3 separate regions of the Mus musculus genome follow, and regions 1 and 2 are each linked to region 3. Evidence: chromatin contacts called from public Hi-C data. All regions are on one chromosome and are shown on one strand. Each heading gives the region's core, a stretch centred on a gene start, on an enhancer-like site or on the middle of the called end of the contact. The rest is flanking DNA. Distances are from core to core; before and after follow the strand shown.

What was found. A called contact is a pair of places that touch in the nucleus more often than the background predicts.
Region 1: a contact with region 3 is called in a Hi-C map of myocytes, with 3 times the contacts expected there. The contact joins the enhancer-like site here to the promoter of Lrrn1 in region 3. A contact is called at or near these places in 1 of 39 promoter capture datasets (hippocampal neurons), 10 of 484 Hi-C or Micro-C datasets (cerebellar granule neurons, cerebellum, cerebral cortex and 6 more) and 8 of 115 datasets of contacts at active chromatin or transcription factors (differentiating embryonic stem cells, embryonic forebrain, embryonic midbrain and 3 more).
Region 2: a Hi-C map of cerebellum shows a contact between it and region 3, with 2.2 times the contacts expected there. The contact joins the enhancer-like site here to the promoter of Lrrn1 in region 3. A contact is called at or near these places in 2 of 39 promoter capture datasets (embryonic stem cells and hippocampal neurons) and 2 of 484 Hi-C or Micro-C datasets (cerebellum and cortical neurons).

The regions. Positions count from the first base shown.
Region 1 is chr6:107,707,128-107,709,827 of GRCm38.p6, reverse strand. No RefSeq gene overlaps it. Among named protein-coding and RNA genes, the nearest start is that of Gm35017, 110 kb to the left of the region's middle. Within about 2 kb of position 1,422, at least 3 of the 459 cell types and tissues checked have an H3K27ac peak or open chromatin away from gene starts, as enhancers often do. A contact at or near this core is called in myocytes, where this site is marked.
Region 2 is chr6:107,289,762-107,292,461 of GRCm38.p6, reverse strand. No RefSeq gene overlaps it. Among named protein-coding and RNA genes, the nearest start is that of Gm34933, 97 kb to the right of the region's middle. Within about 2 kb of position 1,406, at least 6 of the 459 cell types and tissues checked have an H3K27ac peak or open chromatin away from gene starts, as enhancers often do. A contact at or near this core is called in cerebellum, where this site is marked.
Region 3 is chr6:107,528,444-107,531,143 of GRCm38.p6, reverse strand. It overlaps Lrrn1 (leucine rich repeat protein 1, neuronal), which reads right to left and starts at 1,418. Exons shown (of 2, transcript NM_008516.4): 1 at 901-1,418.

The DNA.
Region 1 (2,700 bases), core at 173-2,672, 180 kb before region 3:
GCCATCACTGCATTCGGAATAAAGACTGATACTTATTTTTCAAAACTATTAGTCCTAATGTCTCATCTCCCAACAGATATTTCGCAATGCTCCCTTTATTCCTGAAGACAGATAGCAATATCTACCTATATTCATAATCTCATAGGAAAAGCAAGTCAACATAATGTCCTAATTTTAATATAAAGTTTTGGAAAATGTAGTTTAAAATGAATGTAGTCTGAGCTTCAATATGTAAGAGCTTGGGGCTGGTTACATTGAAAGATGTAAAGTGGTCAGGTACTTGTCTCTGCGTGAAGAGGAGAAACCATAAGTATAGACAGAGACAGGAACTTTGTACTTGTGACTCAAATGCCAAGAAGGTAGTTTTATTATTAATGAAGTGATTTTTAAGAGAGTGAAAAATTTTGACAATTTTTTTAAAAACTAGAATCTCCTCCTGATTTATAGGTTTGAGGAAATTCTGAAAATCTGCAACATGTTAGAATTCACAGCAAAACATACCCTCAGGTGATATGTAAGCGAAGTAGGCATCCGACTCCATATACTAACAAAGGGGTTTGCACCTGCAGCAATGTTCAGAGGAACACAGTACCATTAATGCTTGTACATTAGTGGCGGAGTGTCAATTTATCATAGCCTCTATTCACTAAATGCCAGTAAAAGTAGGGCAACTGTATGGGACGAGGTAGATCTTATTGTTGCAGCAACCAAAAACATCATTTATAATTCAAAAATGGAGGCAGTAACATCCTAATTGAAAGTCAGTGATTGATCTAAATATTGGGTTTACATATCATCATGAACATGCAAGAATAAATGAAAATTAGCCCAGGCATTAAATTAACACACAGAGGACAGAATTTAGTGTACAGGCAATGATACAGTACAGGTAGCAACAGCTGACTGGCTATCTAGACATAATTGACAGATAATATACAGATAGCAGTTGTTGAACAGTATCAGTGCTCAGTGAACAGGGCTGATATCCTCTGGGAGCAAAAGTAGAGAACAGGAGGCCCAGACAGATGTCTGATTGAATGAACTAGACTTTGGATCTTTGGATTAAGGAAGAAGTTGAAACTCAATAGACACACAGCTGCTCTGGTCTGATAGCCACTGAACCCCACCGTGATGGAAGCAGTATGAATCCTTATGTCTCTTTCTGGGGATGAGCCTGGTTATTTTGATCAGCCTTAGTCTGGATTTACCAAATTGGGTTTGGGGCTACATACCTAAGGCTTTGTGGATTCACTCCTTAGAGGAGGCAGGGAGTGAATAATGTAGGGCTCAAATACTAGAAGGAAGTTCCAGAAAGACAGGTGTTGGTTCAGCACTGGGAAGCACTTCTGGTGGAATTGCCTGGCTTGCGAAATATGACCTACCCTGGGACAATAACAACTCACATCTTCAAAGAGATTTGTGTCTGCTATTAAGTTTCAGCATATTATCTGAGATCATTTGGGCCTTCGGTTGCTATTAGTCTCATGTTGCCTGGGATCATTTATTTTTAGCCTTCTGGTGAGATCATTTACACTGAGGTAATAGGCTCTACACTTACCAGATTCCAGAAGACCTGGTGTTTAGAAGGGGGCAGGGAATGGCCTCCATTGCTTTTCCATATTGCTTGGGTTTTAGAATCACCAGAGGAAATTTTTTAGTAAATATTTTATTCCATACTCATACATTCGTACAGTATATTTGGCTTCAATCCACCCCTGCCCCACCATTCTCGCCTCTATCTCCCCTAGTTTCCCCTCCCAACTTTATGTGCTCCCTGCTTTGCTTCTTTAATTTCCTAGCCGCTGTGTCATTTAATGCTGCCCATATGTGCATGGGTGTTGGCCCATCTACTGGAGGATGTGTAGTCTCTTAGGGACAAAATCTCTGAAGAAAAGTTATTCTCTCTCTCCCAGTGACCAGCCACTGCCAATTAGCTCCTCAAATGAGGAAAGACTTCATAAGCTCCTCCCCCATCTATGGTGAAGTTTTGGTTGGCTTGCTCTTTCTTGATCACACAGGTCTTCTCCACGCAGTACACCTATTGGGGTTTCATGTGTGCGACTGTGCTGTTGTGGACAGAAAATACTGTTTTGCCGCAGATATCCACTGCTCCTGGCTCTTACAGTCCTTCCACATGTTCTGCCCTCCTCAGACTGTATATATTCAGATGATATAAATATGGGATATGTAGTTCTAAAAAGCCCCCCAAGTGCTCTCCTGTGTAATGCTTATGAGGAATGCCTGTACAAATGTGTAGTTACTTTCTAGCATCTTAGAGCATGTTTTCCGCCAGGGCTCCAATTCACTCTTCTCCAGAATGCCTAGTTTGCTGACAGACACAATGTTCTTACACAATAAATGTTAGGTCTGTCGCTGTCAACCTGGAGTCACAGCTCCTTTAGGGGTCAAATGAGCCTTTCACAGGGGCTGCATATCAGATCTCCTGCATTTTAGGTGTTCACATTACAATTCATGACAATAGCAAACTTACAGTTATAAAGTAGCAATGAAATAATTTTATGGTTGGGGAGTCACCACAATATGAAGAACTGTATTAAAGAGTCCCAGCATTAGGAAGATGTGTTCGGAGGATGTTTTCTTAATGTGAACTTATAGGCACCGTGAACTTTGTGTGTGCATTGCTTATATGGGCATATGTGATATTTTGCAGTAGTATGAGGTTTGTTAAAACACTTCTCA
Region 2 (2,700 bases), core at 157-2,656, 240 kb after region 3:
AGCTAGGAACCCTCTAGCTGAATCATATGACAACCCTATTTTTAATTTTGGGGAACCCCATGCTAATTTCCTACATAGCTGCATGAATATACATTCTCATCTACAACATATAAGGATAATTTCTTCCCAGAAACCATTTGACTCTCTTCTTAGTGGTAGTCTTTCTGACTTGGGTGGTGCAGAATCTGGGTGAGTTTTTATTTGCATTTTCCTAATAGCTAAGGATATTAGCCATCGTTTCATGCCTTTGTTGTCTATTTTTGCTTGTTTTGAGGCTCTCTCTTCAATTCATTTGTCCATCTATTGACATGATTGTTTTGGGTTGCTTAATTTATTAATCACCCATCAAATGTATAGTTGCCAAAGATTTATCTGCTGCTTCGTAGGCTGGCTCTTTCATCTGCTGATTATTTCCATTAGGGGATATTTTTTTTTAAGGAAATGAGGCTTATCTATTATGATTTGTATTAGTCGGTGAAGCTTGGAATTTAAATTCATTCAGTCATTCAATTATCATTATCCCAGTTACTAATACTATGGAAAGTCAGCAGCACGTGCTGTTCCAAATGGTTTTTAAGAGTTTCCATGATGAGCATACAAAGGGTCAAGCTTAAGTTGCAGGGTGACGCCTTCTCAGCAGCAGAAGCTGTGGCTGTGTACATGCAATTTGTCTTCCTATAATCAAAGTTATTTTTTTCTTCTTTTGAAAGCTCACCTAGAAACATTACTCAAGAAACCTATAATAATGTATAAAGCAACCCTTTCAGAAAATTAATCTTCAACACCATGGAACAGACAAAATGAAAATGAATTAAGGAGGTATCAGAAAAACATTTTTCAGGATATTGGACTCCTCCCAACTAGGACAAACTCTTCATTGCTTATTCCAAACAAGAAAGCTCATTAATTTATATAATGCAGGTCAAACATAGAACATTAACTTCCCTTAGTTTCTATAACTGCAGAAAAAAGGGAAAAAACCTTCATTAATTATCCCAACATTCTGCATGCAGATAAGTATGATTAAATTTATTTTCTCGGCAACTCAGAAATTCTTGTACAGTGAATGCTAAAATGGCCCAGGTACATTCTCAAATTTTTCTCTACCTCTGGCAACATCCTTCAAGCAGATACGTACTACCAGGTTTATTTTCTTTGTAACTTGGAAATGGAACTAAAATACACGTTGCTTTGTTGCATTTTCAAATTTTGATCTTTGCCTCTGTCTGAAGAAGGTGAGTAGCATTGATTTTTTTTTTAAAGACCCGTGGCTTCGTAGAAGAGAACCTCCAGGTGTGGCAAACATTAGCAAATTATCTTCAAGAGAAAGTGGGCACCGTGCTCAGTGTGCTCTGTTTTATGCTTTGGAGAAAGTCCAGAGAGAACTGGACTCCTTCCCAAAAAGACTGTACCACAGCCATATGTGCAGATGGGGACTCTGCATTCTTCCTTACAGTGTGGTCCTTTGCCTCAGAGAGGAATAGTGACTGGAGAACTCTTAGGATCTAGGATCTGAGGGTGGGAACTGCTTTCTGATGTGCTTTGATGCCAAGGCAAGTGTTCTGCTTCTTGACTTAGTGTGAGAGTACCCATCCTCTTTAAGGGGCAGGACAGCAGGAGAGCCTCCTAGGTAGTTTGACTTTGAGAGCAGTGAGGTCTTTTGTTAGAATTTCATGTTTGTTCTCAGATATTCAGACACTACCTAAGCCTTTGTTTGTAATAGTAAATATAACATAATTGGGAAATGAAGAAGCTGCCCAGAAGCTAAAAGCTGCTTTGGTTGTTTGATTCCTGGAAGAACCCTGGCCACATGGAAAACTTTTTTAACCACTCAGCAGACTTGGGGTGAAGCGATTTGCTCTCATTTTTCTCTTACAATTTCATCTGAAATACAAGGGTTAGGCAGCTAGACTGCAGTCGGCAATCTGGATATCAGCCTTAGCTCACTTTGTTGTAAAATCTTGACTTAATTAACCTCTTTCTTTTTTTAAGTGTAAAAAAAAATTATTTCGCCCTTCCGCTCGACTCCAGCCCCGGGCTACCTTGCCAGCAGAGTCTTGCCCAACACCCGCAAGGGCCCACACGGGACCCCCCACGGGATCCTAAGACCTCTGGTGAGTGGAACACAGCGCCTGCCCCAATCCACTCGCACGGAACCTGAGACTGCGGTACATAGGGAAGCAGGCTACCCGGGCCTGATCTGGGGCACAAGTCCCTTCCGCTCGACTCGAGCCCCGGGCTACCTTGCCAGCAGAGTCTTGCCCAACACCCGCAAGGGCCCACATGGGACCCCACACGGGACTCTAAGACCTCTGGTGAGTGGAACACAACTTCTGCCAGGAGTCTGGTTCGAACACCAGATATCTGGGTACCTGCCCTGCAAGAAGAGAGCTTGCCTGCAGAGAATACTCTGCCCACTGAAACTAAGGAGAGTGCTACCCTCCAGGTCTGCTTATAGAGGCTAACAGAGTCACCTGAAGAACAAGCTCTTAACAGTGACAACTAAAACAGCTAGCTTCAGAGATTACCAGATGGCGAAAGGCAAACGTAAGAATCCTACTAACAGAAATCAAGACCACTCACCATCATCAGAACGCAGCACTCCCACCCCACCTAGTCCTGGGCACCCCAACACAACCGAAAATCTAGACCCAGATTTAAAAACATTTCTCACGATGATGATAGAGGACATCAAGAAGG
Region 3 (2,700 bases), core at 169-2,668:
TTGGCTGCTAGGCTTTCGGTAGAGGGTTGGGGGCGGGGGGAGGAAGGGAGGGAACCCAGCCAGCCAAGGACTTCCCTCTGAGGTAGCGGTGACCGCAGGAACCTAGGAAGCACCGAATCAGTAGGCAGCAGCCCACACCCCTCTCCTTGCAGCACAAAGGACACTCGCTGGCAAACTTTCCTAGTCACTGACCCCAGAGCAGAATGCCTGGAAAAGATCAAGACTTCCCTGAAATTTCCACGTCTGTAGCAAGCCTCCTTAAGGGAGCTACCCCTTCTAGGCTCAAAACAGTTTTCTCCTCCTTGGACCACATAACAGTTGAGTATGTTCTCCCCAATGCTCTGACTTCAGTATCCTCAGTGTTTTGTTAATTACACTCCTTGCTCTTTATTCTTAGCATCGTAGCCTCTGCCGAGACCTTTTCCTCTCCCCACAACCTGCCACCTTTCTTTCCTTTTGACCCCATTTCCAACTCCCTGGGTCTTCTGTCTGCTCTCTTCCCAGGTCCCCAGCTTCTTTCCCCTGATCACAGCACCAAGCCTTCTCTTCTCTTTCCCCCTCTGATGGGTCCCTGAGATCCTGGGGCCTCAGCTCCAGTCACTGCCTTTTGCCCATTTCTGTCTGGCCTTTCTTCTCAACTATTGCTCTCGCTCGCCCTGCTTCATTTTGAAGGCAAGAGGGTGATCGGTAGATTCTCCTTTCCCGACTTCGTTTTTCCTCCTTGCTCGAGAAACCGCGCCCCCTTGTTCCCCTTAGCCCTGAGATCTTATCCCGAGGTTTCTCAAACGCAGTAGGGTCCGCCAAGCTGCCAAGTTTGTCTCTACTTCCTCCCTGCTGCCTCCCACACCTCCCGCTGCCTCCCACACCTCCTGCTGCGGCCCAGTTGGTCCGGGCACTTACCCTAAGGCTGGGCTGACAGGGGTGTTGGGGTGCGCACGGAGCGGGTGGTGGTGGCAGCAGCAGCCACTAGCCGGAGGATGAGGACCGGCAGAGCAGCGCCTCCACCCAGCCCGCAGCGCGCACTGGCTCCTTGGGGGACCCCCAGCAGAGCACCAAGATGCAAGGCGAGACAGCCGCGGGAGCAACAGCTGCTGCGCGGGGCTGGGCTAAATCGCGTTCTTGGGGGTCGTGGTAGAGACAGGCGGGAATAGGAAAGAGGGTAGAAGAAATGGGGTGCAGAGGGCGGGGCAGCGAAGGATCGGTCTCAAGGAAGGCGCCCGAGGCGCCTCGGAGTGCGGTGGCAAGGATGCCACTGTCTGGGAGGACGCCGCGGGCCCCGGTCCCCGCCCGACAAGCGCTGCAAACCGGGGCGCACGGCCCTCGCCTGGCTTCACGGCTTGCTGCCGGCGCCCTCCGTGCGCCCCGCTTTGTGCTCCCCGCAGCCGGCGTGCACCTGGTGTAAGCAAAAGCGGTCAGCTGATGGGCTGCGCGCCGATTGGCTGCTTAGCGGTCTCCTCCCCTCCCGCCCGACCCCCTTCCCGGCCTCCCCCTCCCGCCCTCCCGCCCGCTACGCCCGCCTAGGCGCAGTCCCGCGCTGGGGCACCATCTGTAGCCCGCCCAACAAAGGGGCAGCTCGGGCCCGCCACCCTGGGCCTGCCAGATCGCTGCAATGCCACTACAGCCGCTGCAGGGAGCAGAGAGCCACTCCTTTTTTCTTTTTTTCATTTTCTTCTTTTTTAAAAAAATAGGGACGAAAGACTGTGACTGGGAGAGGAAGGCAAGGACAGGGGAAGAACCCTTGTAGGAACGCCATAGTCTCCATGGGACTGCAATGGAGTTTTAAGTATGAGATCTGACCCATCCTTTGGAGATAGTTGGCTATGTGGTGCATACATACATACCCGCAGCTGAAATGGTTAATGCCCTTGCCGAACCCAGGGTAGTTCTGTGACCCTTAATTGCGAGGCAAAGCCACTGTGAAATTCTGGAGGCTTTCTGGAAACAATTCTGAAACTTTGAAACTGTGTAGTGTCTGTTTGGTTAGGTGTGAAACTTGTGTTCACATTAGCAGAGGATTGATTGAAAGTGCAGACTGCAGAGCGGTGTGAGGGCAAGGGTGGTGGGAGGCAGGCAAGAGTGTGGAAGGGAGGGTGGAAGTGGTTGAAGACTAGACCTGAACCAGGGTCTCAACTTCAAAGTGACAATCCAAAGCAAGGTTCAGGAAAAGCCTTTGATAAGTGCTATTGGGGGAATCAGCTTTAAGAGAGAGAGAGAGAGAGAGAGAGAGAGAGAGAGAGAGCATCAGCAACTTTGAGAAAGAGAACCTGATTTTATTTCCCCGGGATACTCAAGTCAAGAAATTCTGGGGAATTTGTGAAAGGATGGACCATGTAGAGACTGCCTTATCCAGGGATCCACCCCATAATCAGCATCCAAACGCTGACACTATTGCATACACTAGCAAGATTTTATCGAAAGGACCCAGATGTAGCTGTCTCTTGTAAGACTATGCCGGGGCCTAGCAAACACAGAAGTGGATGCCCACAGTCAGCTAATGGATGGATCACGGGGCTCCCAATGGAGGAGCTAGAGAAAGTACCCAAGGAGCTAAAGGGATCTGCAACCCTATAGGTGGATCAACATTATGAACTAACCAGTACCCCGGAGCTCTTGACTCTAGCTGCATGTGTATCAAAAGATGGCCTAGTCGGCCATCACTGGAAAGAGAGGCCCATTGGACACACAAACTTTATATGCCCC